Regions from separate parts of the Mus musculus genome. Here regions 1, 2, 4, 5 and 6 are each linked to region 3. Evidence: chromatin contacts called from public targeted proximity ligation data. All regions are on one chromosome and are shown on one strand. The core of a region is the stretch at or near the end of the contact, and the rest is flanking DNA. Distances in the headings are between cores, read along the strand shown.

Evidence for each region.
Region 1: a contact with region 3 is called in a targeted proximity ligation map of memory CD8 T cells, with 6 read pairs. A contact is called at or near these places in 1 of 130 datasets of targeted methods (memory CD8 T cells) and 1 of 9 other capture datasets (adipose tissue).
Region 2: a contact with region 3 is called in a targeted proximity ligation map of memory CD8 T cells, with 12 read pairs. A contact is called at or near these places in 2 of 130 datasets of targeted methods (memory CD8 T cells and pancreatic cancer cells).
Region 4: a contact with region 3 is called in a targeted proximity ligation map of microglia, with 6 times the contacts expected there. A contact is called at or near these places in 1 of 39 promoter capture datasets (pre-B cells) and 2 of 130 datasets of targeted methods (memory CD8 T cells and microglia).
Region 5: a targeted proximity ligation map of memory CD8 T cells shows a contact between it and region 3, with 8 read pairs. A contact is called at or near these places in 2 of 130 datasets of targeted methods (memory CD8 T cells and pancreatic cancer cells).
Region 6: a contact with region 3 is called in a targeted proximity ligation map of memory CD8 T cells, with 15 read pairs. A contact is called at or near these places in 3 of 39 promoter capture datasets (erythroid cells and liver), 1 of 484 Hi-C or Micro-C datasets (embryonic stem cells) and 1 of 130 datasets of targeted methods (memory CD8 T cells).

The regions. Positions count from the first base shown.
Region 1 is chr19:4,056,325-4,060,916 of GRCm38.p6, reverse strand. It overlaps Gstp3 (glutathione S-transferase pi 3), which reads left to right and starts at 1,470. Exons shown (of 7, transcript NM_144869.3): 1 at 1,470-1,493; 2 at 1,623-1,658; 3 at 2,076-2,182; 4 at 2,301-2,388; 5 at 2,728-2,831; 6 at 2,922-3,029; 7 at 3,199-3,444. The coding sequence starts at 1,493. The coding sequence ends at 3,387.
Region 2 is chr19:4,212,407-4,217,270 of GRCm38.p6, reverse strand. It overlaps Clcf1 (cardiotrophin-like cytokine factor 1), which reads right to left and starts at 3,033. Exons shown (of 3, transcript NM_019952.5): 1 at 2,771-3,033. The coding sequence starts at 2,786. Gm45928 (predicted gene, 45928) reads right to left here and starts at 2,846. Exons shown (of 4, transcript NR_132309.2): 1 at 2,771-2,846. It overlaps LOC102631992 (a long non-coding RNA gene), which reads left to right. Exons shown (of 4, transcript XR_003952884.1): 3 at 1,519-4,221.
Region 3 is chr19:4,753,495-4,758,293 of GRCm38.p6, reverse strand. Rbm4b (RNA binding motif protein 4B) reads right to left here and starts at 1,769. Exons shown (of 4, transcript NM_025717.3): 1 at 1,633-1,769; 2 at 625-1,048. The coding sequence starts at 1,036. All of the region lies in intron 2 of Gm21992 (predicted gene 21992), which reads left to right. It overlaps Sptbn2 (spectrin beta, non-erythrocytic 2), which reads right to left. Exons shown (of 37, transcript NM_021287.2): 37 at 4,316-4,799.
Region 4 is chr19:4,010,503-4,014,954 of GRCm38.p6, reverse strand. It overlaps Ndufv1 (NADH:ubiquinone oxidoreductase core subunit V1), which reads left to right and starts at 2,200. Exons shown (of 10, transcript NM_133666.3): 1 at 2,200-2,404; 2 at 3,527-3,609; 3 at 3,683-3,853. The coding sequence starts at 2,333.
Region 5 is chr19:4,120,120-4,124,400 of GRCm38.p6, reverse strand. Aip (aryl-hydrocarbon receptor-interacting protein) reads left to right here and starts at 2,826. Exons shown (of 6, transcript NM_001276284.1): 1 at 2,826-3,065. The coding sequence starts at 2,967.
Region 6 is chr19:5,270,867-5,275,119 of GRCm38.p6, reverse strand. Pacs1 (phosphofurin acidic cluster sorting protein 1) reads left to right here and starts at 2,001. Exons shown (of 24, transcript NM_153129.3): 1 at 2,001-2,581. The coding sequence starts at 2,232. It overlaps Sf3b2 (splicing factor 3b, subunit 2), which reads left to right. Exons shown (of 21, transcript NM_030109.2): 19 at 1-56; 20 at 143-328; 21 at 593-1,199. The coding sequence ends at 664.

The sequences.
Region 1 (4,592 bases), core at 221-2,720, 700 kb after region 3:
AGACCAAACAAGTTTAAATCCTGTTTACTAGCTGAGTGACCTTGGGCATGCCACGTCAATTCTTTGTTTCAATTTCTCTACAAACAAGGAACAGTGCTAGCCTTGAGGACTGGTACATGTAAGGCTTAACTCTTTGCTAAGAGTTTTCTGTTATAGCATCACCAAGAGAGGAGGGGATAGTTCATTAGTTAAAATCCCTTTATTTAAAAAAAAAGGGGGGGCTGGAGGGATGGCTCAGTGGTTGGGAGCATTGGCTGCTGTTTTGGAGGTCTTGAGTTCAGGTCCCGGCGACTGCATGGTAGCTCACGGCCATCTGTGGTGGGATTGGATGCCCTCTTCTGGTGTGTCTGAGGACAGCTGCAGTGTGCTTGCATGTGATAAATAAATAAATATTTAAAAAAAATTTTAGGGCTGGTGAGATGGCTCAGCGAGTAAGAGCACTGACTGCTCTCCCAAAGGTCCTGAGTTCAAATCCCAGCAACCACATGGTAGCTCACAACCACCCATAGTGAGATCTGATGCCATCTTCTGGTGTGTCTAAATACAGCTGCAGTGTACTCATTTATAATAATAAATAAATCTTTAAAAAAATTTTTTTTAAATCCCTTTATTCTTTTCTTGAAAAGACAGGCTCTTGCTATATAGCTCTGGCTGGCTTGGTTGCTATATAGCTCTGGCTGGCTTGGTGATCTTGGTTGTAGACCAGTCTGGCCTTGAATTCGAAAGGGCTGCCTCTCTTTGTACTTTTTTTTTTTTTTTTCGAGACAGAGTTTCTTTGTATAGCCCTGGCTGTCCTGGAACTCACTTTGTAGACCAGGCTGGCCTCGAACTCAGAAATCTGCCTGCCTCTGCCTCCCAAGTGCTGGGATTAAAGGCGTGCCGCCCGACCTTCCTTTGTACTTTGAGTGCTGCAATTAAAGGTGTGTGCCATCACTCCAGGTGACACTGCCATTATTATGGTTATTGTTATTATTTATTTTTTGTCATTTATAAACATGGTTTCTCTTTGGAGCCCTGGCTGTCCTGGAACTCTGTCGACCAGACGGACTGGGCTGAACTCAGAGATCCTCTTGCTTCTGCCTCCTCCCAAGTGCTGGGATTAACCACGGCTCCTCTACATTGCCTTATTTTTACAAGGAGCACTTATTATTATACCATGTACTGTTGGTAGAGGCCTACCTGCATATAAGGCACTGTCCAAACCCCTGAGCACACAAGAAACCGAGTGGTTTGGGCGTGTTAAGTGGGAGGCTTATCATGTGACCATGTGTGCCTCTTGCAAAACTCCAGTAGCATATTGCACCACAGATAGAAAGGTGAGTCTGCCCTCCCCCACCACGTCTGCCAGGAAGCTGGTACACTGAACACCAGGACTTGGTCTGTTTCTGGGGCAGTGTGGGATGTCTGAGGAGGTGGAGTCTTCCTGTCAATATAAGGCCCCGATCACTTCCTCTCTTCCTGCTGAGCTTGCACCACACTGTATCCGCCCAACAGTAAGGAGAAACCTGGAGGCAAGGGCGGGGGCAATTATACCCCCACCTCACCCCTGCTACTAACCGCTCCTTGGCCCTGCAGCCCAGGCAAGGTCCTCCTTCATCGTGCTTTTTGTCTATCTCTCCTAGTGCCACCTTACACCATCGTCTATTTCCCTTCCCGAGGTGTGGCCTCAGCACTTTCAAGACGAAGGGCACAAACAATAGTCTTCTGGGTCATTCCTGGGAATCCCCAACAGTGGTGTAGGAAGGGCGTGACCAAGACTGTATTGGGGCCGGGCCGGGACAGAGACCTGGGGCAGGACTACAGTTGTGGTTGGTGGGGCCAGGACTGCCCTCTTAGCCTCCGTAGATAGCTGCACTGTCTGTCACTTTTCCTTCCTTCCCTGTGCCATGGTGGGGCTGGGTCTTCGCATTCCAAGATAATGTTAGGACATGGCCTCTATCACCACATATCTCCCCTCCCTATGAGGCTCCCAAGCTAGTGTAGTCCTCTTGTCAGCTTTCCACTCTCCCAAACTCTCCCAGGATGCTCTGAGAGTAGATCTCTTCGCTGTGTCCTCATCCTGCACCCCCATACAGGGCGCTGTGAGGTTATGCGCATGCTTCTAGCTGACCAGGGCCAGAGCTGGAAGGAGGAGGTGGTGACCTTGGATGTTTGGGAGCAAGGCACATTCAAGGCTTCCTGTGTGAGTAATTGTCTCCCTCTCCCCCTTGGGGATTCGGTTGGGGCGCAGCCTTAGGGTGCTGTGTCTAGGATTGGGGGCAGCCAGGTTCAGCACCCCTTACAGAGGGATCTTCTCCCAGTTGTTTGGACAGATCCCCAAGTTCCAGGATGGAGAGCTCACCCTGTACCAATCCAATACTATCCTACGGCACCTGGGCCGCTCCTTCGGTGAGTCCAGAAGCCAAGCCCTGAGAGACACCTGAGATGTTCCTCAAAATGTCCTGGGGCTTTGAATTGCCTCACCTGCAGCCACCAATGTCCCACCTGGGTCACCCTAGAGGATCATGCAGGGCCCAGGTTCCAGAAGGCTACTGGTGTGCTGCTGGGCGGTCGCTGTCTGTACAGCCAGGGCTGTGAGTTTCCAACTTGTATCATTTTTCTAATGACATCCCAGAGGTAGGCAGGGAAGACCTCCAATTAAGGTTAGAGAGTAGACCCAGGCTGAGACTGAGTGGACATGTAGGGACAAGTACAGAACCTGAGCCTGCTGCCTGCCCGCTGACCCAGGGCTCTATGGCAAAGACCAACAAGAGGCAGCACTGGTGGACATGGTGAACGATGGACTGGAAGACCTATTCAGACGCATTGCCCGGCAGTATCGCCATATCCTGGTATGTAGGAGCCACAGGCTAGTGACCAAGCGTGGTGGGCAGGAAAGGGAGATCACTTCGGTCACTCTGGCTGCACATTTCTGACCACAGAAGGAGGGCAAGGACCAGTATCAGAAGGAGCTTCCGGGACACCTGAAGCCATTTGAAACTCTCCTGGCCCAGAACAGGGGTGGCCAGTCCTTCATTGTTGGTGACCAGGTGAGCATTGGGTAGGCCTTTCCCCACCCACTCATTGCCAGATCCTTTCTCAGAGGGGTAAACTGAGGCCAGATGCAGAGGCAGAAGCAGGGAGCATCCAGTGCTTTGCTCTGTGGCGCTTCTCCCAGTCCTGCCTCAGCTCCAGCCCTGTCACTCCCCCGTCCTGTAGATCTCTTTCGCGGACTACCGCCTGCTGGACGTGCTTCTGAATCTCGAGCTCCTGTTTCCTGGTTACTTGAATGACTTTCCCCTGTTCTCCGCCTATGTGGCGCGCCTCAAATCCCGACCCAAGCTCAAGGCCTTCCTGGAGTCTCCTGAGCATGTGAACCGGCCCCTGGCTGCTTGCATAAAGATGTGAGTCCACCTGCCTCCCCCAGCCCCCACCCCAGACCAATAAAACTGATGGCAGGAGCCAGTGCAGGGCTTGTCCTTAATCCTAACACTTGGGAGGCAGAGGCAGGCGAATCTCTGTGGGTTCAAGGTCAGCCTGGTCCACAAAGTTCCAGGACAGCCAGGGCCTATTGGGAAAAAAAAAAAAAAAAAAAAAAGCAGTGAGCTTAAGGGGCAAGGATGAAGACACCGTGTTGACACCTAGGCTACCCTTGCTAAAATGTCAGGCCCAGAGCTGCCAGGAAAGAGGGCCTTTAGGGCTCTAAACCTCCAGGTCCTACTAGAGGACTTCCTGCTGGGAGGCGACTGACCTTTAATCCTACAGGGTTCCCTCATCCAAGAGGAATACAGCTATAGCCCTAAGGGTATCAGCTAGTTAAATCCTCATTTGGTGAACTCATTCTGGGCAGACACTTACCCTCAGGAGTGACACATATATTTGAGTGTGTCCCATGTGTAAGCATGTGGCCAGTTCTCATGTGTTATCTGAGGCCATGGACAGTTGGATTCTCCTATCCCACTTGCAGGCCATCAGCAAGTCCCCAGTGTGAGAGTCACAAGGCAGGCCTGCAGCTCAAGGGGCTCACTGCTCTTCTGAAAGTGGGAGGAGCATTTGAAGACTGGCGGCTGCATCTGCTCTCCAGTTGGGGAGCTGGAACAGCCTTTTGTACCCAGGTTAAAAGCACTGGCCAGCGGCTGCTTGGGAGAGAGCAGATAGAGTAGATTCGAGGCGACTGGCCTCATTCTCCCAAAAGATTTCCCTTTTATAGCCCTCCTAGGATTGAGAGGGCTGAGAAATGAGAAGGGATCAGGGTTCAGCCCGAGTATCAGGTCTCCAACATGAGATCAGTGATCATCAGCTCAGGGAGCAGGTTTAACCCAGGGGTCAGGGCTCACCATGAAGAGCTGGTCTTAGGACTGAAATCAGGATTCCGCTCAGGGATCAGGACTTAGTCCAAGGATTAGAATTCAGACCTGGGATCAGGGCTCAGTTCAGGGATCAGGGTTCAGTCCTGGGATCGGGGCTTCGCCCTTGAGTTGCATTCCTCAGCTACGTCATACAGGCAGGAAGTCTGGGAGTTTCCCACCATCTCCTAGCGTTGCCTCTCCAGCAGCTGCTATTTGCTGCCACCTGCCACCTTCCTAGAGAGTGTCCCGAGGCTCTTCTTACCC
Region 2 (4,864 bases), core at 1,784-4,283, 540 kb after region 3:
CCCCCTCATGAACACACACACACTGCCTTATCCGTGGCAAGTCCAAAGGCCACCCCCACATGCTACATAGGCAGGCAGCAGCCTCCCCTCAGCTCCTGGCCCATCCCACAGGCTGACCACCCTCAGTAAGGGTGGGGGGCTCAGCAGCGCAGATGTCCAGGGTAGATGGGGTAGACTTCATCTGGGTCCAGGGGCTAACAGCTGTAAATCCTAATGTTGGGCCCAGAAGTTATACAGTCTAGGCTAAATATGGAGCCAGAAGGAAAGGTCGTACCTTCAGTCCATATCAGAACTAGCATCTGGGTGACTTTGGAGTACACTGAGGGGAACTGAAGGGAGTAGTTTAAAAGTGGTGAGATCCATGTAGGCCCACGGAAACCTAGTCTTTCCACCCTCACTTCTGCAGTCTCAGGTCCCTTCCCCATGGCTGGTGAGGAATGAAGGTAGGGCCTGGAAGCCAGGAGACCGAGCTCTACCATGAACCCACCTGGTAGCAGTGGCTCCCATAGGAGACTGCACTGTGCTAAGGTTCCTCCCAGATGAATCCTATGGGGCTCCATCTTGGTGTCCTTTCAAACAGTCCTGTTTCCCCCCTTCTCTTCCTTTCTAGTCCAAAAGATGGACGGACCGGTGTCAGGGGAAAGAAGCAGCAGGCAAGGCAAGTCTTTCCTTGTGAAGTGAGTCCGGGAGCTGCGCTTAGGCTGAGGGAAAAGCTGCTCCACTATGCCACAAGAGGGCCCTGGGTTTCTCAGGGAGATGAGAGGAAAGCCACTGCTTTCTGGTCAGCAGCCCTCTGAGGCCGCCGGAAAAGAAGCGAAGGAAATAGCCCAGAGCGAGTGTGCGGGTGAACTGGAAAGGCTGTTGTGGTCAAGGATGTACAGGAGGGTGTGGGAGGGGCTGCAGAGAGTGCAGGAGCCAGGGTGTGAACAGGCAGGTGGGATTATGGGGAGGAATGTGAAGTGTCAGGAATCAGTAGCTAGTGTGTAGGGCTGGCTTGCAGAAGTGTGAACTGGACACTTGGGTGTGCAGCCGGGAGCCCATTACTCCAGTCAGCAGACAGTTCTGAGGTTGCCCAGGGACACCAGCTTCCATTTCTAGTTGTTCCTCTTCCTTGAAGTGTGGCTACCGGACACTAGAGCTATAAGGGTGCACCTTGACTGTTAAGAGAAGTCAGAACTTTCGGCTGGTGGTGAGGGGGGCGAACGGGATGGTGGTGTGTACTGACTGGACTGAGACAGATGCCTGTCAGGGACAATGAAAGCCAGAGATTTCCCTGCTCAGATTCAGAGAGAGAGACAGACAGACAGACAGAGAGAAAGAAGAAAGAGAGGAAGAAGAAGAAGAAGAAGAAGAAGAAGAAGAAGAAGAAGAAGAAGAAGAAGAAGAAGAAGAAGAAGAAGAAGAAGAAAGTGAGAGAGAGGTGTGAATGATGTTCCCCACCTCTAGTCTCTCTCTAAGATTCGGTCTGCCGCTGCCATATACATCCATCCTCCTGTCTGCCCTCCTTTCTTTTGGCAGGTTCTTCCTGCTCCTAGGCTCTGGAGAACACGGAGATTGGGGGTCTCCTAGAGGAAAGCCTTCTGCACCCCAGTGTAATAGAAAGGTAGGTGAGAACATGGGTGTGGGGACTTTGAAGAAGCTACGCGGACTTTGCTTGAGGGGATCAGCTCCAAGAACTGGGGCGGTGGAAGTTGGCAGTTCGCTGGCCCTACCTTCTCGACCGTGACCTCTCGATCTCGGACCCCTCCCGGCGGCGATGGCGCCTTCCCCTTGTGTGGCCCCGGCGCCCCCGGCCCCGCCCCCCCGTTCGCTCCCTTCCCGGCGGCGGCGGGGGCGGAGGCGGGGTCCGGGCGTTGGGCTTCGGGGCTCGGCTGAGCCGCTGCCCGCTCCGGCGCGTCCACTCCCTGCCTGGCCCGCCCTCCTGCCACGGGCCGCCTAGCCAGGCAGCCGCTCGAGGGGCTGCCGGCAGTCTCGGCGCTCCCGGCCGCTGACGGACTTTTTCCTGCTGGGTCCGGCCAGGCTGCGTCTCCCCCACAACACCCTCCTGCAGTAATCACTCCCAGGCCACCGCGGGCTCGGGGCCCCGGCCACCCCGCCGCGCCTACCTGCCTCTGGCTCCCAGGCGGTGGGCAGCATGGAGGGCTCCGGCCACGCCGCGCGCAGCGTAGTAACCGGAGTCCCGTGGCGGCCCGGCCCGGCCCGGCCCGGCCCAGCTAGGTTTGCTCTGCCCTCCGCCCTCCTCTCGCGCGCCCTCCTGCCCTCCCCGCGGGCCGAGGAAGGAGTTCAGCGCGGCCCGAGGTGTCGGCCTCCCCCTCGCTTCCCGCTGCTCGGCCGCGGGCTCCCCCTCTGCCTCTCTCCCTCCCTCTTCCTCTCCTGGCCCCCTCCTCCCTTGCGCCGCGGCCCCCCCCCCACACCCTCGCTGCCCGCCTCGGACTCGCTCGCCCCGATTCTGGCGCGGGGCTCTGTGTCCGCGGGTTCCCTGGGACCCCGCCTCGCCGCGGCTCCAGGTGGCCGCCCGTCCAGGTCTGAGGGTTGTCCAGGCTCCCCGCCGCGTTCTCAGCCACCTCCTGGCTCCGCCAAGCGGACTCCAGGAATGCCGCGTCCCCACCCGGCCCCTCTCGAGGGCGCCCGGCCGTACCTCCCCAGCCCGAGCTCTGCTCCCCGGCCCGGCCCGGGCTTGGGGCTCCGAGGGTGGGGAGGAGGACGGGAACCGGATCTCACTGGTGCTGGGCGGGGGCGGAGGCCTCGGCCTCGGACGCCTGGCTCCTACCTGCTCGGAGGTCCATGGGGCTGGGGGCCGGGCCGGCCGGGCGCGGCTCCTCTCCCAGAGGCTGGCGGAGTGGGAGGGCGAGCCGCGGCTCCGGCGAAGCTTTAATAATCCCATCCGCCAGGCCCACTCGCAGGTTTTTTTCTCTCGGTTTCGCATTTTTTTTTCGGTGTGGGACATTCTGCAAACTTTTTTTTTTCTGACGTGTAAAGCTGTAACCACAAATTGTAGCAGCCCTCCCCGGGTGGGGGGAAGAGGGGGGAGGAGGGAAGGGAGGGCTTCTGGGGCTCCTCTCCCTCCCACAACACTGAGGGGGGGGGTGGTGAGGTGAGGCAAGGCTGCGACGGTACCACCCTAGGCCTCCTGGGGGAGGGGGCAGGGAGGGCATCGTCCCTCGGCAAACTCCTGAGAGCTTGGAAAGGGAGCTGGCCTTGGTGTGGGCTTCTTCCTTGGTGTCGGCCAAGGCATGCTGGCCTTCTTCCCTCTGCTCATTGCCGGGTTGAGGGTCCCTGTACCCACTCTACCTCTGCCTCTTCATTCTAACCTTCCCTCCCCCTCCCACTTGAGTAAATGCAATGACACATTCTCTCAAATGCCAGCAAGCTGGCCTCCAAGCAAGTGATGGTGTTTTTCCTGCTGCCCTTTGTCTGGGCTGACCGCCCCCCTTGCCTATTGTCCCGCCACTTGTCCCACTTCCAAAAGCTAGAGCTAAGTGTGGCGCCAGGGGCTGGGGCAGGTGACTAACCAGCTCACAATGCCCCCTGAGGAGGGGAGAGGGCACCAGGGCCCAGCTTCTCAGTCAAGTTCACAAGGGTTTTCATTCTTCCCGGTGACCAGGGAGAGTGCACATGGGTGGGGGATTTGTAATTCATTAATCAGCACAAGGCACCGGACCAGTTTCAACACCAGAGGCTTCACGGGTGACTCAGCGGGAACTCGAAGATTCAAGGCCATGGATAGACCCAGCATCCCGTTAGTGAAAAGCTTCCCCATCGAGACATTTGGCATCCTCTTCCCTTTGGGGGTTTGGGTTGTTGGTTTTTCCGGTGGTGAGGTAGGGGTGGTTTGGCTAAGAGCATTCTCCCTCCTTCCCCTCAGGCCTGGGTTGGGACTTTCTGAGTGGGAGACCTAGGGGACCCATAAGCCTAGACCCTCCCAGGAGGGTCTCCTTTCCTCCTCCTTCCTCCCTCTCCAGAGGGCTGCCAGGGAGAGCGAGGGAGCATGAGAGCTAGTGCAGAGGAAACAGCTGTCATCTGGGGCTTGGAGGCAGCCCCATTCTGTGATTTTTCTTGGGGGACAGTCATTTGGTCCCCAAGTCTTGGGTGCTTGTAGAAGCATTCCACCAATTAAGTCATCTGATAAGTTGCTGTGTTGTTTCTCTGTAGTCTCACCAGGGGTAGATAGCGGTGGCAGCCAGCCGTGGAAGGTGATGCCTGTCTCTGGAATGGCATGAGGTATTCACCCCCCCCCCCACTTCTGCTGGGACCCCTGGGAAAGGAGGGCACTCTGCCAGTCCAACACAGCCCCTCCAGCCTGTGGGTCAGCGTGGGCATCAGTCATGGCCAGTGCTAGTTTCCCAGGGCGGCACTTCCCTGTTCTGCACTGGAGAACTGGGGTGGGGGGGTGGGGGGGTTGGGAAAAAATTTGTTTTCAATTACCTCACTGGAGTGGGACAGACTTTGTTGTTGGGGTGTTTCTTTCTATTTTTTTCCCCTCTTTCCCTTCCTTTCTTTCTCCCTCACCCCCCCCCCCCTTTTCTGAACAAGAAGAAAAAGCTGAGAATGGAGAGCTGGTCTGGGTGGGGGCAGGGAAGTCTAGAGCATCAGTAGCTGCTCTGATGAAAAGTGCCTTGGAGGGGCCCTGTGAAAAGTGCTTAGACCTCCCTCCCCCACCTCCCCACCCCCCACCAGCCAGGGCTCTGGAGTTTCAATGGCATTCTTGGCCAGTGAGCCTAACCATCTCTTGGTGCGCTTGCCAAGGTCAAGAAGGCAGATGCCCACAAGTAAGTGACCCAGAGTGGACCAGGAGGTCCCCCTAGCATCTACCACCCCTTCTGAAGGGAGCAAGGAAGGGAAGGGGAGCAGCTTGGAAGCCCGG
Region 3 (4,799 bases), core at 520-3,019:
CAAGACCATCATTCCTATCCAATTTCTAAAGAAAAAAAGCTGTTTTCCTAGCCTGTTAAAGTAATAGATGGAGCAGAAGAACCTATGACCTGTTTCCTGGCTTTGCCTGTAGTAGCCCACAGACTGAACAAATTTGAACACCTCAAAGATACCCATCTACCCAACCAGACTCACCACAGATTCTCATACTGCGCTTCTTCTAGATTCCCTTTTTCCTCTTTACTACCACCAGCCATCCTCGAAAGCAGCAGAGGGTAAAAACTCTCAAAGGCTTCTGGGTCCACCACAAACCAGCAACAAAGTCCTAACCTCTAGCCCTTCTCACACTACCTAACTACTTCTCTGCCTAGGCAACTTAAGACTTGTGACAGTACTCAAGTGAATGAAGACCAAAGGCAGGCAGGCAGGAGCCCATGCAGTTGTGGAGAAGGAGCTTGGCGAATACAATGGGGAAGGCTTACTTCCCCAGAGTGAATTATGCTAAGAGTAGTAAACATAACCTGTTCTTTGCATTTAAAAGAATGGCAGAAGCCACTCTTGAAGCCCTGTGGTCTTGTGTTCTTCCCTCTGCCTTGAGCTAGAGACTCCACGAAGGTCTGCCACCCAATCCCCAGAACAGTTCACCTTGAAACTCTGTGTTGTCGAGGCCCCTGATGGCCTCCACCGCATCCTCTGCCCGCTCCATGTGTACAAAGGCATAATCTTTCACGATGTCACATTCGATGACTGGGCCGTACTCCTCAAACTTGGCCCGAAGCTCTTGGTTGGTACAAGTGGGGCTGATGTTGCCCACGTGTAACTTGGTTGAAGCTTTGCTCTTATTCTTGCTGGCTTCCACATTGATGTTCACTCCGTGCAGCTTGTAGTGGTGCAGGTTGCGTATGGCATCCTCAGCGGCCGTCTTGTCCTCTATGTGCACAAAGCCATAATTCTTAATGATGTCACATTCCAGCACCTTCCCGTACTGCTCGAAGAGTGAGCGGATCTCCTGCTCTGTGGCCTCCCGGGGCAGATTTCCAATGAACAGCTTCACCATCCTGACAAGAGCCTGGCAGAGAAGAAACAAGATTTTAAAAGTCAGGTGTGAAGTGAGAAACTGACACTACAGCACACCCCGACCCTCACAGTTCTTTTTGAGAGAGGAACTGCTGTGTGACAATGCCAACAGAAGGTCGGGGGTCAGAATGCACAACAAGGTCTAAGATATATATCCGTGAGGTCAGGCACATTGACTCTACAAGGTTAGCTCCTTCACGGTTTAGCACAGGGATGAAAGACAAGTGGAAGGCATGAAGTATCTGAATGTCCCTAGTTACGGGTTTTTGGAGGGAAATCTGTGTACCTCTCCACAGCGCGGTATCCCCTCCCACCATACTCCAAGAACGAAAGCCCTCTTTCACCCAACACTGGACCCCTATCCTCAGCGGCCCAACCTCCGCTGCAACATCCCAACAAAGACTCGGCCCGACCCCTGCCCCGCCCCCTCCGGAGACCCGGCCCCGCCTCCTTTCCTTGTCTTCCCGGGACCTTCCTCAGAAGATGAGTGGCCCCAAACCCGAGCCTTCCCGGCCCTCCGAGGTCCGGCCCAGTCCGCTCCAGGGCTTCCCACACACCCACAGCATCCTCTCCTACCTCCGGGTGGTGCCGGCGGTGGCGGCGGGTCCCGCGTCAGAGAGAACCCTACAAAATGGCGACGGCCGCTCGAGCCTCGGCGCGACCGGGCGCTTTCTCGCGCGCCAGCTCACGCACGCGCGAGTGCGCGCTGCCTGCCTCCCCTCCCCCTCGCAGGAGCGGGGCGACCAATCCTGCGGCCGCACACAACTGTCCGCCCCCCGTGCGGGGGCGGGGTCATGTGGTGACGGCACTGCGGAGCGAAGGTCAGCCCGCCCCCAGCCCGGGCTAGCCAATCACCGCCTTGGGAGTGGGTCGCGGCTTGCGCGTCAAGGGGGCTCAGGAAGCAACCATTGCCTTGGCAAAACCGTAAGGCCCGGGGGAGTCTCTAAGCATCACAATGGATCGTGGTATTGGGCGCACTGTCGAGGGGGCTGATGACAAAGGGTTGTGTCACTGGGCCCGCTAGAAGGGGGTTTTCTCAACCTCTGGCTGCTGAGAGCGATACTTCAGAAACCCAGGCACTACCACATCTTAACCTAATCTCTCCCTTGTTTGGGTAGGAAGGGGTAAGAATTCCCGTAAAACAATTTAATTTTCACTGCAATAGTGTTGTTCATTGGTGAAGAAGCTGAGACTGAGAGTGGAGTAGAAAGATAATCTGGGTTAGAACTAGGTTAGGTCTGAGGGAGGCATTTCTCTATCCAAACTATACTTTGTCATGTTTATTCATGAATATACGTGGGCTGGCTTTCCCTCGTAGTATCTGTCTATCCTGGTTCCTGAAATGTGGTGAGCATTACCAAGGAATACGTTGTCCAGAGGTCCAGGGAGAATCCAGGTTTGGGGAATGAGTGACAAGGGTTCCGCATCCGTCCCAAGCTGCCTGAGGCACAGGCAATTGTCAGGCTCCAGACTCTCTGTTGCGGTCCAAGGGCACCTCCTGGTGGCAAGCAGGGTACCAGCTTGGTGGATCACTATCACAAAGCAGCGGGCTTACAGACATTGAGGGATTGAATTCATCTCCTAGAAGAGGCACCGGGATGGTTGTTAGACCATCCCCATTGTTGTCAAAACAATTCCCCATTGTGGTAGTTCCAACACCAGCTCCTCCAATAGTATAGAGATCAGTTCCCCGAGTTGACTTCCTGCACCCAAGCTACTTGGAAACATTTCTTTACCAAATCCATGTTTCCCACTCATTTCAGAAGGCATTGTCTAATTGTAATTACACATTTTTAAAATTAATTTTTTTTGGTTTGTTTTTCGAGATGGGGTTTTCTGGCAGTCTTGGCTGTCCTGGAACCTCCTCGGGATCTGCTATCACCTAACCTTGTACATTGTATTTTGGGATCTCTTCCCAAATTTGTGGGGGCTCCACAACTAATGCTCTACTAACAGTTCCCATTTTTTTCTTTTTTAAGATTTATTTATTTATTTATTATATGTAAGTACACTGTAGCTGTCCTCAGACACTTCAGAAGAGAGAGTCAGATCTCGCTATGGATGGTTATGAGCCACCATGTGGTTGCTGAGATTTGAACTCCTGACCTTCGGAAGAGCAGTCCGGTGCTCTTACCCACTGAGCCATCTCACCAGCCCAGTTCCCATTTTTCTATACAATTTCATTTCACCCCCTTTCTCCCTCCCTGCCTCTTTTAGACATGGCTTTTCTGTGTAGTCAAGGCTGTCCAAGAACTGGCTGTGTAATCCAGACTAGCCTTGAACTCACACTCCTACCTCAGCCTCCCAAGTGCTGGTTAATTACAGGTGTGTGATATCATTTCTAGCCTCCAGTTTTATCGTTTTTTATTATGTGAGTTGGGTGGTGATGAGCACATTCAGGCGGCTCTGTGAGTTGGAGGCCAGCCTGGTCTAAGAGCAACTTCCAGAACACTAAGGGCTACAGAGAGAAGCAATGTCTCAAACAAACAGACAAAACAAAACCCCATACCCCAAGACAACCAAACCAAACCAAACCCTAACATGTGTAAGTAGTACCAAGTTCCCAGAAAAAAAGAAAAAAAGAAAAAAGCCCTGCTAGAATATCCTCCACTTGGAACACAGAGGCACTATGTTTGTCTGTTCTGTTTTTCCTGTCATTACCAAGGTCTGGTAGTAACTTTTCTAATTTTTGTCAGTTGAAAAGGTGTAAAGTTTTATTCACAACTCGACGTAGTTTGTTTTTGTCTTGTTTCTAATGAATTTCAAAATACCTTGTTCTTATCATTTGTGCGAATGTACATTTCCTGCTTTCCGTCTTCTGTCTGGATTTTAGGTCTCAGCCTTTGGGTTGAGCTGTCGAGTTTTCCTCATATTGTAGCTATTTCTACTTGGTTCAGATATCTTGTCATTACACTAATAGCTTTGTTTTTTGAGGGAAATATTTTTAATGTAACCAAATTATTGTTTCCTAAAGCTTTCTCTTTTATGTTCTCTTTAAGATACCCTCTCCTACCACAGCTCATGTAGATAGTCTATTCTCTTCCATTCCTATTACCTTTCACTCTTAGATCTGTGGTCCAGTTTGAACAGTGCCATACAATAGAGATACAATGAGTCATATAAGTAATTCGTGATAAACTGTGAAAATGGTCTGTGGGTTCAGCTCAATAGTAAAGCATTAATCTAACAACCACAAAGCTCTCGGTTTCATACCTAGCACAGTGAATAAATACAAATTTCCAGGAAACATCAAACTATAAAACCTTGAAATCTATTTTAATATTTTTGACATTCTAACATGAGACCAATATAAAAATTGAGATAATTGAATTCCCCTTGAAGTCCTGAATATCTGTTATTTCATACCTTCAGCACATCGCAGTTTACACTTGCCACACGTTGCATACTCAGTAGTCCACTGTGGCCATTAGCTTCCATGTGGGTCAACACAAGCAAAACCCACCCTCGTCAGTGGTGGTCGGTAAAAGTGCAAAGTATGAGCCCATTCATTGCTGCTGATCCCTGCTTCCCACCGGTCTGCAGGGCCAACACTGGTGTTATTTTTGTCCCCATAGCTTTCAGGGCCCCGTTCTATCTATCATCCTTCTCCTCTCTCCCACCGATACTCCAAGATGTCTTTCCTGAAGACTTGCTCCCTAGCCCTCTGTTTACCCTCTTATCTGTCCTATGTGGAACCCTATTCTCAAGTGGCTTTAGCTGCCACACGTGTAGACTTTCACCTA
Region 4 (4,452 bases), core at 951-3,450, 740 kb after region 3:
CTCTACCAAGTAGAGGGGGGCTGGGACTGCCCTGCCAGGCTGTGACACTTCAGGCAGGATGTGGATGCTCTTGGTGCCCCTTCTGGGAGCACTGATGGACCCAGTGACTGTCACAGGCTTGTCAGTAGTGCTGTGGGTCCTGCTGAGTGCCAAGCACTATGGGAAGGAAACTATGGTTTTGGGTACAGTTCTCCCAGTCAGGGAGGAAATCCTACAGACGCTCATTTTCACCCCCACGGAGTTAAGGCCATCTAGGGCTACTGTCCCAGTTTGCTGTCTATTTCAGTGATAAATACCATGACCAAAACAAGCAAACACCTTGGGGAGGAAAGGCATACATTTCCATGTCACAGTCCCTCATTGAGGGAAGTAACGGCAAGAACTCAAGGTTCCTGTGGGCAGAAATGAACCCAAGGCCATGGAGGAACACTACTTACTGGTTTGCTTGCCCATGGCTTGTTCAGGTTTTTTTTTTTTTTTTTAATACAATACAGGACCATCTGCTCAGGAATGACTTAACCCACAGTGGGCTTGGCCTTCCCACATCAATCCTTAATCAAAAAAAAAAATGCTCCCACAGACTTGCCTACCAGCAACTTAATGAAAATAATCCCTTAGTCAAAGGTCCCCCTTTTCAAATGACTAATTTATGGCAAGTTAAAAAACAAACCAACAAAAAACCCTTCTGACCAGCACACACTGTGGGCAGTATTGAGCAAACAGGTATTCATCTGTCTCTTACATACTACACTTCTAAGTCAGACATTGTAGTGACAATTTTGGAGTTTTGGTTTCTTTGAAAAAAAAACCACAGAAATATTATCAGAATGTGTTTTTGTTTTGATCCTAAGTGTGAGGATATAGAGCTGCTTCAGACTGTCCACAGCAGCTGACTATGATTTGCCTTGTGTTCTAGCAAGGACATGATTTTTCCAGCTGTAGATAGTTTCTGTGATGATGTGACATTTGGAATTCTGTGGAGTTTTTAGAGGGTATATAAATGCTAGGACACCAAGAGGTTATTAAGTAGTTGTGCACAAAGAAGAAACAAGAAGAAGAAGAGGAGAAGAAAGAAGAAAAGGAAATAATTAGATATCCTGACAGTAAAGATCAGGCTTGCCCCAAGGAACTGACGCCCATAATAAGCATGAAGTAGTCTAATGATGCTGCTGCCCTCCTTCTGACCCCTGATACCCTGGACTCAAATACTATGTAAACACAAAGAATGCTTTATTCTGCAGAAGTCCAGCATGCTGAGGTCTCCCATTACCAAGATAGACATCCAAGTGAGCTTGTAGGCTCAATTTAAAGCATATTAGGGGAATAGTAAGACTCTGTCTGACAAAGCAGAAGGAAGGAAGGAAAGAAAGAAGGAAGGAAGGAAGGAAGGAAGGAAGGAAGGAAGGAAGGAAGGAAGAAAACTCTTAAACTCTTATATCTGGGGCTGGTTTTTGAATCTAGCATTAGGAAGTCAAAGGCTCACAGCAAGTTGAAAGCCAGCCTACGCCATATAGTGATTTCCAGGCCTGCCAGAGCTAAATGAAACTTATCTTAAAAGAAAAACAAGCAAAACGTTTTTGTTCTAGAGCTGGGTTCTGAAGACAGGAGTCCGGCTGCAGTGTGTAACTAGAGCCCCAAGGGGTCCCTGATAAGGGGAGGGAGTAGCCTTTTAGCATCGGCGGGAGCCTGTGACACTCACTGACCATCCCTGGTCTCTGCATTGCTCTAAAAGGTTTACAGACACACAGCCCTGAGAAGTCCTATGCAAAGGTTCTGGGGCAGCTTTGTGGGAGGTGAGGGACCTCACCGGTTCTTTTGTTAATGAGTACTTCTCCAAGGCACACGGATGCTCAGGGGGAGCGCTTAGTTCAGCAGGGCTCGGCTAGTTCAGCGTAATTACACCAGATCAGGACGATTCCGCTGTAGTCCAACTAATTTTCTCACCAGCTTCCATTCGTGCATATATAGCTGGTGTCAACTAGACGCAAAGTCTGTAGGAAGTGGAATACTTGGGATCCAGCAGAGGGCGACACGTGAGCCTGGTTTACTAGGAAAAGGAAGAGTCTCCGAGAAAGGAGAGTCTGGGCAAGCTGGACTACATCTCCCAGAAGGCCTAGCACGAGAGTAAATTTCCGGTCTCTGTGCCCGCGCACCTTTAGTGGGCGAGGCCGAGGACAGAGCTCAAAGGAACGGAGGTCCCTGGACACGCCACTGGCTGCGGATGTGTGACGCACTTCCTGTGCGCTCCCCACCCCGTGTGTTTCTGTCGCGCCGGTCCCGCGGTTCGGAGTTGTGAAGGTGACAGCCGGAGGTGACCCGTCTGGCTCCCGCGATGCTAGCGGCACGGCATTTTCTCGGCGGGTTGGTTCCCGTGCGGGTATCTGTGCGTTTCAGCAGCGGCACGGTGAGCCCGCCCTGATTCAGGCCCACGCCTATGGCGGAGGAGTGGCGAGCGGCGAGCGGGATTGTGGTCCCCTCTGCAGAGTCCTCTCCTCTCCGAGCTACCACCCGGTCTGGATAAAAACTAACGGTCCCAACTCCAGGCTGACGATGTCCAGTCCAGCTACTCTTGTTTTAACAACCCCGTCTTGGGGTGAGGGTTTGCAGGTGTTGAGGCGTCTTAGATAATCTGTTATTTCTTCCTCGCAGCCCTACCGGGTATCAGGGTCTTCGCCCCATTTCAAAGTTCAGAAAACAGTTTTGAAAAAGATGTGTATCTCCTCAACCCCCCGACAGTATTTTGCTTCCAGTAGTGACCGGAAAACGCTTTTGTGAATTTTTTTTTTTTTATGAGATAGGGGCTCATTATATAGTTCTAGGCTGTATTCAAATTAGTGTTGGTCCTCTTGTCTCAGCCTCTCTGGGTGCTCCTGAGACCACAGGCATCCACCACTACACCTGAGGAGAAGTACTTTTAAGGAGGTAGGAGTGGATGTCAGGTCACTTTCTACCAAGTCGTGAACCATTCCAGTCCACACCTCTCCTTTATCTCAGACCCCAAATCCATTTTGTTCCCCAGCCCCAATGAGGCACTTCTCTTCCATCAGTGACCACGTACTACCTCTTCAGCAGAGTTAGGGAGATCAAGCCCCTCCTAGCCAGGTTTTGCTCTAGTGGAAGAGTCAGACAAATCTATGCTGGTCTTGGGGAAGCAATGCTGGTGCTGTCGCTGAAGTGTGACATGGCTCCGTGGGGACCATCTGCTTTTAGCTTTGTGGCCTTCCCTAAGTTCCTTTTGTTTAGAGCCCCCCCCCCCTCCTTTGGAAAATGGAGGAAATATCCTATCCCAGGAATGTTACAAGGATGAATTGGGATGAAACGTTGAGAGTGTTTAGCTCTGTAACTTCTAAACAGGAAGGACTGATATAAATGGTGGTCGGGAGCTACAATGTTTCAAAGACTTTGAAGCCTCTACCCCTGCTGTGGCCCAGCTCCTCATATGTAGGAAGGCCCAAGAAGCTGAAAATTCTGCCCCAATCCCTCATGGTCCCTGAGCTCTGGACCTCCTGACCTTCTATCTCCCCAGACAGCACCCAAGAAAACCTCATTTGGCTCACTGAAGGATGAAGACCGGATCTTTACCAACCTGTATGGGCGCCATGACTGGAGGTGAGACAGTGCCCATGGCCTGCTGGGTCCCAGAGCAGGACTTCTCCTTCACATCATTTCCTACTCTGTCCAGGCTGAAAGGTGCCCTGAGACGGGGTGACTGGTACAAGACAAAGGAGATCCTGCTGAAGGGGCCTGACTGGATCTTGGGTGAGATGAAGACATCAGGTTTACGGGGCCGTGGTGGTGCTGGCTTCCCCACTGGCCTCAAGTGGAGCTTCATGAATAAGCCCTCAGATGGCAGGTTTGTTGGGGAAATATCCTAAGCTCTGGTTGCAGGATACAGGAGGGGCTGCTGGATCACTGGGTTTTGGGGCTGATGCTGGGAAACTTAGCAGGCTGTAAGAGAGGATATATCTATCCTTAACTTAAGAGCTATCTCTTTCCTCAGCAGAGACTTAAGATGTTACAATCCATACAAGATTTTCATTTAGGCAGACCTTATTATTCAAATTCCACCTTTGCCTTTTAATACTTAGCAAGCTTTGGAGAATCTGGTCCTTTTGAATTCCTCTTTTTTTCTTCTTCTTCTTTTTCTTTTTTCTTTTGTATGTGTATGGGTGTGTGTCTGAGTATGATATGCAGAAGTTAAAAAGATAATGTTGGTTCAGTTTTTGACCTGCAACTTCAGTAGACACCTAGACACCTAGAATGCAAATTATAAAGTTAACCACTCGGTTGGCATAATGGCTCAGCAGGTAAGGGAGCCTGGCTTCAAGCCTGGTGACCAGAGGTCACTTCTAGAACCCACATGAAAGAGAGAGAGAGAGAGCTGACTCCCACAAGTTGATCCCTGAACTTCACATGTGTTATGGCACATGCTGCCACCACCAGTAAATAAAT
Region 5 (4,281 bases), core at 1,577-4,076, 630 kb after region 3:
CAGACCCGGTGGTTCTGATGGACACAAGCAGATGCTTCTCTCTGTCCTTGTCTCCTTTGCTGGCTGGTGAGGTCTTTCTGACACTGACATCTTCCTTTGTGGCTCTTACCAGGATGGAAATCACTATATGGACAAGCTAGAGGTCTCCTGCCTTGGCCTAATAATGGGATTACAGGCTTACCACTATACATGGTTTCTTTCTTCCTTCTTGCTTCCCCTTTTTCTTCCTTCCTTTCTTCCTCTGTCACACCCTTCCCTCCTTTTCCTTTTTTCTCCTCCCTCCTGCCTTTCCATATGTATTTAATTATTTTCTTTTTGTGTGTGCACAGGAGTCTGTGTGAGCATGCAGATGCATGGCGCATCTGTAGGTCAGAGAACTTTTTTTGGGGGGGGGGGTTGAGACAGGGTTTCTCTGTGTAGCCCTGGCTGTCCAGGAACTCACTCTGTAGACCAGGCTGGCCTTGAACTCAAAAATCCACCTGCTTCTGCCTCCCGAGTGCTGGGATTAAAGGCATGCGCCACCACGCCCGGCTCAGGTCAGAGAACTTAATGGGAGTAGGCACTTTTTGTCCACCATGTGGACTCAGGCGTCTAACTCAGATGGTCTGTTTGAGGCAAATGCCTTTATCAAGCCCTCCCTTTTCTGTTCCCTCTGCCCTTCTCTTTAATATTTATGTGTATGAGTGTTTTGCCTGCATGCATGCCAGTGCCTGGGTCCTGTAGAGGTCAGAAGATCCCCTGGAACTGGAGTTACAGATAATTGTGAGTGGCCAAGTGGGGGCTGGGGACCAAACCCCAGTTGTCTGGAACAGCAACACTCTATACCATGGAGCCATCCTTCAACCCTGTCTCAAGGACTTTCCCCATTGAGTTGTCTCATTGAGGAATAAGTCGATCTCAAGTATTCCAGTCTTACATTGTTGGGAGAAATCCTACTTGCTCTTTAGTCTGTCTTTCTCATCTTGCATTTTTTTTTTTTTTGCCTGTATGAAACAAAATTTGTTCTTGAAGTAGAATACAGATAACATTACCTGGCCTTCCTCACAGTTTCAAACTGCACAGTTCAGTTATGAATTCATAGTATTGTGTGGCCAGTCAGTCTGTAGAGCTTTGTAATGTTGTAAAATAGAAACTCAGTCCTTCCTTAAAAAACAACTTCCCCATTCCCACTGCACCGTTCTACTTTCTGTCTCTGAGCTGTCTATGTAGACACTTCAGTAAGTGTGATCATACAGTATTATTTTTCAATGTGCATGTTTGCCTGCATGTATGTTTGTGCATTACAGATATGCCTGGTGCCCACAGAGGCCACAAGAACACGTATTGTCTTCTGGAACTGGACTCACAGAAGGTTATGAATTGCTATGTGGGTGTGGAGAATGGAACTTACATTCTCTAAAGAAGTACAGTGCTCTTAACTGCTGAGTCATCACTCCAGGCCATACGCTATTTTTTTCGTGACTGATATTTCACTGAGAATACTGATAGGATTATGTAGTGTATTAAATTAGCTTAATTTGTGTGTGTGTGTATGCTAGAGAAAGAACCCAGGACCTCTCAAATGCTAGGCAAATGTTCCAACACTGAGCTACACTCTCAGTCCCTAGCTTAACATTTTATTTATTATTATTGTTGTTGTTATTGTTGTTATCATTAGTTTTTCAAGACAGGGTTTCTCTTGCTGTCTTGGAACTCCCTCTGTAGGCCAATCTGAACTTGAACTCAGAGATCCACCTGCCTTTGCCTCCCAAGTGCTGGGGTTAAAGGCGTGTACCACAACAACCTGGATAATATGTTATTATTTTTATCTATCTACATCTTTCATGCTCTGGTGTATACTTATCAGCCATATCGGTCAGCTTTCCTTCTGTTGTACTTTCTGCAAGATGAGTACAGCAGACTACTTAGCTCGCCTGTAAGCTCTCTGTGTTGATAGAAAACAAACCCAAGCATGTTTCCTCTTCCCTTCAGAAAGTCCCCTCTCTGAGGACTTTTTTTTTTTAAGATTTATTTATTTATTTATTATATAAGTACACTGTAGCTATCTTCAGACACACCAGAAGTGGGCATCAGATCTCATTACAGATGGTTGTGAGCCACCATGTGGTTGCTGGGATTTGAACTCATGATCTCTGGAAGAGCAGTCAGTGCCCTTAACTGCTGAGCCATCTCTCCAGCCCCTCAAGACTTTTTGCTGGAAAGTGAAGCAGTCAGAGTATGTGACTTGGGGCTCAGGGGAAAGAAAATAATCTTCCTGGTTATGATATAAGGGATGAAGACACTACAGAGAAGTATGTGTCACCACACCGGGTTTCCTTCCTTTTTTTTCTTAAGACAAGTGAATCTAGAGTCCAGAATCTAGATGTTATAACTTATGCTAAAGTATGCAAAATAAAAGGGCCAAAGGGGCCGGGCGGTGGTGGCGCACGCCTTTAATCCCAGCACTTGGGAGGCAGAGGCAGGCGGATTTCTGAGTTTGAGGCCAGCCTGGTCTACAAAGTGAGTTCCAGGACAGCCAGGGCTACACAGAGAAACCCTGCCTCTAAAAAACAAAACAAAGCAAAACAAAAAAGGCCCAAAGGGAATACACAGGTGAAGCGGTGTTTTTCGTTTTTCATTTTTCTAACTGAAGTGCCGATAATAGGGCATCTACAACTTAAATGGAGTGGCACACAGCTAGGAGAGCTGCAACCCCTATAAAGCCAACTAAGCACAACTGGCAGGGGAGGGACAACCAAAGGCCCGCCCCTAAGCAGGCTCAGGCTCCGCCCCCAGTGCCGCGTTAAAGCCGTAGCATTAGGAACCAATCACGGCTCTTTTCTTCATTCCCTCCCTTTTTTGGCTTCTGCCCTCAGTCAAAATGGCGCTTGCTCAGAAGCTGCCGAGGCGCTAGGAGTTGCCGAAACAGGTCCGGAAGCTACCGAGCGAGTCCGGAAGTTGCCGAAAGGGAGCAGCGGGGAAGGAGGATGGCGGATCTCATCGCAAGACTTCGAGAGGACGGGATCCAAAAGCGTGTGATACAGGAGGGCCGAGGAGAGTTGCCGGACTTTCAGGATGGCACTAAGGTTTGTGTCCATCCTCTCCCCACTTTCCCAGCGTCTCTTCTGAAGCGCGGTGCGCATGCGAGGCGGGAGGAGGCCGTAGGTGAGAGGTTGCGCATGCCCAGAGAGCAGCTGCCAGTCAGGCTACCTCTCACATGCCGAGCTCGACGCTGATTGGTCTGGATTTAAGTGGGAGTTAATTCAGATATGTCTACTCCGCCCCTTGGCTTTGCTTTAGGACTGCATTGGACAGGGGTGGGTGTCAGTCATCTCAAAATGGTTTGGTGTGGGTGTGACCTCAGTGCTGATACCCGTACCTGAAGGTTCAAAGCTCATGCAGTTTTGAGTAAAGGGGCCTTCTGAAACCATCTAGGACAATTCTCATTGTTTACATAGGGAAACTGAGGTCCTGGAACTAAAAAAAACACAGAGTCCCAGAGATCCAGTTTTCCAGACCAAACTCCTATGTCAGCGTTCTGATAGATGGTAGCATTGCTTTTATATCTGGGCACCAAGTTCAGGTGCCCCTCCCTAAGGCACTCCATACCTCTAGGTTCCCCTGCTTTGTTGCTGTAGATCTCTAATCACAGTTGTGGAGCTGATACCAGTGAAGCCAAAAGCAAGAATTCTGTGAATGAATGTATGCCCTCTGGCCAGTGGTGTTAAGCCAGCAGGCAGAGAGTCTAGTCTGATGTGGTGAGGGGTAAATGCTGAGAGCAGAGGGCAGGCATGTGGTGGTAGTGATCAGCTGTGCTTGAAAAGGGGATCTACAAGCTGGGCCTGGTGGCCCATGCCTACAGTCTCAGCCGCTGGTGAAGCTGGGCTACAGCATGAGTTCAAGGCCAGCTCAGGACACTCAATGAGACCCTGTCTTAAAATTAGAGAGATGGAGATAGAGAACAGGCTTTGGAAGGAGCCTGGCAAGAGGGATGCTAGATGGAAAAGCTTAGGATAAACTAATATAAGACTAATCTGTGAGCAGGGGCACGTGGTAAATAGAAGCAGGCAGGATTAAACAATCACTGGGGCTCAGGAGGGGGGACCGTCTTCTGCTGGTGAGGTGGCTTAGTGGATAGAGTGCTTGCTGCCAACCTGATGGCCTGGGTCAGATCCCCAGGACCCAGATGGTAGAAGGAGAGAAGTGACTTCTGCAGGTTGTCCTCTGACCTCATACAAGCATGATGTCACATGTGAGCCCCCAAATACAGAAATAAGTGTAACACCACCAGGGTTAAGGATG
Region 6 (4,253 bases), core at 752-3,251, 520 kb before region 3:
CAGCCACTGTTGGGGGAGCCATGATGGGATCCACCCACATTTATGACATGTCCACGGTAAGCATTGGAGAACATTGTTTTGTAACTGAGATGGAGCCCGCGTTTCTGAGAGTCTGGAGATAATAAGGTTCTGAATTTTTCAGGTTATGAGCCGGAAGGGCCCAGCCCCTGAATTGCAAGGTGTGGAAGTAGCGCTGGCGCCTGAGGAATTGGAGTTGGACCCCATGGCCATGACGCAGAAGTACGAGGAGCACGTTCGGGAGCAGCAGGCACAAGTAGAGAAGGAAGACTTCAGCGACATGGTGGCTGAGCATGCTGCTAAGCAGAAGGTGGGAGCAACCTGTGGGCCTAGGAGGAGGGCTGTCCTTTCTGGTGGAGGGAGAGGCGGGTGGACTCGGTGCCTGAAGGTCTCCGAGATGCTCCATTGGTGGCAGTCTCTTAAGTTCAGGAAGAGGAAGGAAGTCATTTAGCTCTCAGGGGGAGAGGAGAGTGTGGTTTCAGTGCTTTTTACCTTAATTTTATGTCTGGGTCAGGCTGCCTCCTGTCTGGGGTTGTCTAACCTATTGTAACTTCTCTCTCTCTCTCTCCTACAGCAAAAGAAACGGAAAGCTCAGCCCCAGGACAGCCGTGGGGGCAGCAAGAAATACAAGGAGTTCAAATTTTAGGTCCTGCTCGCATAGCTGGCCTGCCTTTAGGCTCTTTGTATGTCTGGGCTTTCTCTGTGGCTCCCTAAAGCTAGATCTGGACTCCCTAGGCTCGTCACTTCCTGTTCTTATTTTAGACTTGTTTTGTAAATAAAGCTGTTTCCCAAGGAAGGATGAATACAGGCGCTCTTGAACCTCTCTCTCTTTTAGCTTCTGCAAAAGCATCTACTTCTTGCCTGTAATCACAGATGGCCCATAGGACTATGGGACTGTAGTTCTGAACTGAACTTGTGGGTAGTTCACTATCCCTACCCCTCCTGTGTGTGAAGGCTCTGCTGAAGGTACCTTTGGGTCTGGTCTGACCTTACTGCTTTGTCCGTGGGGAATAAAAATAGCCAGCTTAGCACCGTGGCTAGGCTGGGAAGTAACTGTAGGCTAGGGAAGTAGGCCAGGTCAGGCCTTCCTCATTGACCTTGTGGCAGAAAGGCCGATTTCTTACCTATTGGAGAACATCTGTCTCTAAATAAAATCTCAATTGTTCCAGAGTACTGGCTAACTACTTGGATTTACTAGTGTGTGTGTGTGTTGGTGGGTGGGTGGGTTTGAAGGGCTTGTTTTGTCTTCGTCACTGAGTTCTGAGAAGTTTTTTGAAAAACTAGACTAGGTTGGAGCACAGGATTCCATAACATTTGCTCAAGTACTGGGGAGAAGGTGTGGGTGTAGGAGAGTGCAAGAGCTCTAGGTAGGGTGGGGGTGTGTGGGGATGGCAGCTGATCAGGCCTTGAGAGAAATAGAATTCTAGAAATTGAGAAAGCACCGAGGCACTCTGGGACTTTTGTAAAGAAGGCTGTGTCGGGGGCGCTGTACCAAGAAAGGCTGTTGGACCTAGACAACCTTAGCTCAACTGGCTCCTGCCCACAGTCAAGCTGGAACTTAAGCTCCTTAGGTGGTGGCCGGCCCCTGGATCTCTACCTACTGCTTCTTTTGCAGAAGTGGGCGAAATAACCACAGAAGGGGTCGCCACAGCGGGCTATCCGATTTCCATGCAACGCGTGACCAGAACTACGTGTACTGCAGATCCCAGGGGCTGAGCGCGCTCTCGTACAGTCTTCTCCGGTCCGGGACCGCGCCCCGGAAAACCCGGGTTTCCGCTGGCGGGGTAGCAGCCGCCCGAGGAGGGCGGAGGGAGGAGGGGCGCGGAGCCTGCACGCCGAGGCCTGCTAGGGACTCCAGGGCCGCGCCGCGAGAGCGCGCGGGCTGTAGCCCCTTCCCGGGGGCCGCGGGGCCGAGCGCGAGTCTGGCCCCGCCCCTCGGCGCCGGTCTGGGTGGGGCCGCGGCTCCCCGCCCCTTTCGGACACGCCCACCCAGTGTCTGGGCCTCGCGGGCCGCAACAGGCGGCGGCGGGCGAGCGCGAGGACCGCGCGCAGCGAAAGCCCGCGCGTGCGTGCAGATTCGCTGGTGGCTCGCGCTCCGCCGGGCGTTCTGAGGAGACGCGCTGAGCCGCTGCCGCCGCGGGGGGAAGCCTGAGAGTCGCTCGCGTGCCCTCAGTCTGCGTAAGCCCCGCGCCCCTTCCTCCCCTGGCCAGGCCATGGCGGAACGCGGAGGGGCGGGCGGTGGTCCCGGAGGCTCCGGGGGCGGCAGCAGTCAGCGGGGCTCTGGGGTCGCCCAGTCCCCGCAGCAGCAGCCGCAGCAGCAGCCGCCGCAGCCTCAACAGCCGACGCCCCCCAAGCTGGCCCAGGCCACCTCGTCCTCCTCGTCCACCTCGGCTGCGGCCGCCTCCTCCTCGTCCTCCTCCACCTCCACCTCCATGGCCGTCGCGGTGGCCTCGGGCTCTGCGCCTCCGGGCGGTCCAGGACCAGGCCGCACCCCCGCCCCAGTGCAGATGAATTTGTATGCTACCTGGGAGGTGGACCGGAGCTCATCCAGCTGCGTGCCCAGGTGAGCAACGGGCGGCTGGGAAAAGGTGTTGGCCTAGGGGACCGCCAGGCTGGCTCTGTGACAGGCCCCGCCTCCCCATCTCTCCGGGGCGAGTGGAGGGTACGTCCTCCACTCCTAGCTCATCTTGGCTTTGGGGGGTGGGGGCTGTCTTCTCCTGGGCCTTCCAAGACTGTTGTGTGGGCCTGCCCTCTCCAGCAGTCCCACCTTCCGCCTTGGCTCGAACCACCCTCCTGTCCTCCTGGAGCAATGGTGGCCTCGGGGACCCAGCCCAGTGGCCTTCCTTGGCTGGGTCTGACCGAATCTGGCCTTCCTTACGGTCAGTAAGTCACTCTTCTTCCTGCCTCACTGGCGCCCGTGGGCTGTACATATGTTAATGTTACACAGATGTGGTAAAGATGGCTTTGATATAGTTCTTTCCCAACGTACTTAGCATGTGCCAAATTCATTTGTCACCTGTTGCAGGTAAAGCTGGTTAACACTTGGGGGTTCAGTACATACATTCATATGTTCTTCATGCTACACACATTCTCTGGGTACTCTGTGCTCTTAGTTTGGACATCAGTTGAATGTGTTCTTAAATGCAAGTTTTCATTTCCTCCTCCACTAGATACTGGTCACAGAGTCTCCAGGTTCCTATGAGCTCTGTAAAATGACTGCCTTGTTCCTAAATTCAACCCATTTTTCTGTCCATTGGAACTATCTGAAAACTTGCATCAAAAAATTATGCTTGTTTCTCTATGGCAAAGCAGTTGTTGTATATACTTCTTTGGGGACAGTGTGTTGGATTGACCCTATGCTAAGACAGCCTGCAGGGTTGGTTTTGCCCAGTAAGCACAAAGAAATGCCTGGAGGTGTTCATTTTGTGCTTCTAAACCGAGTTGATTCTCAGGTTCTGTTCTTTCTTACCCTGTGAGTCCAGCAGAGCAGGTGGATGTGCCTGTAAGCCAGAGATTGGGTGCCCTGTGGGGTTCCACCCTCAACTCAACTCTGCTGGTGTTTCTTTCTCTCCCTTTATTTTGAACAACATCACACCACAACATTGTACCAATATATAGGGCATGAAAAATGATGACACAAGCACATCTTTCTTATGTCATTTATTGAAAAATATAGAACATTACCCCACCTGTCAAACTCTCCAGGTTCCTTGCTGAATTACATTCTGGCTTCCCCTACACACTTCTGAATTATGCCCCCCCCCCCATTACAGTGTACTACATATAAGTCTGTAAATATATTTTTTAGTTTTGTGTGTTTTTTATTTTTGTTTGTTTGTTTTTGAGACAGGATCTTACTTGCCTTGGCTAGCCTGGAACTCACAGAGATCTGCCTGCCTCCTGCCTTCCCAGTTGCTAGTATTAAAGGTGTGCACCACTACTCTTGGCTTCAACGTTTTTTTGGAGCTTGCAGAAATGTTCTTATATTGTATGTAGCCTGTCACTTTTAACTCAGGCTTATGCAAATCATCAATGTTGTCTAGTAGCTCTAGTTTTTAGTACTTTCTCTAATGTATAGTATTTGGTTATATGAACTAATATATGACTCTGATAAATATTTAGGTTGTTCCCTGTTAACATGGGCAGTTTTGTGTGTGTGTGTGTATGTGTAAGTATGTATGTATATATGTATGTATTTGCTCAGGATTTGTGCTCTTGGGCAGAAGTTTCTTTAG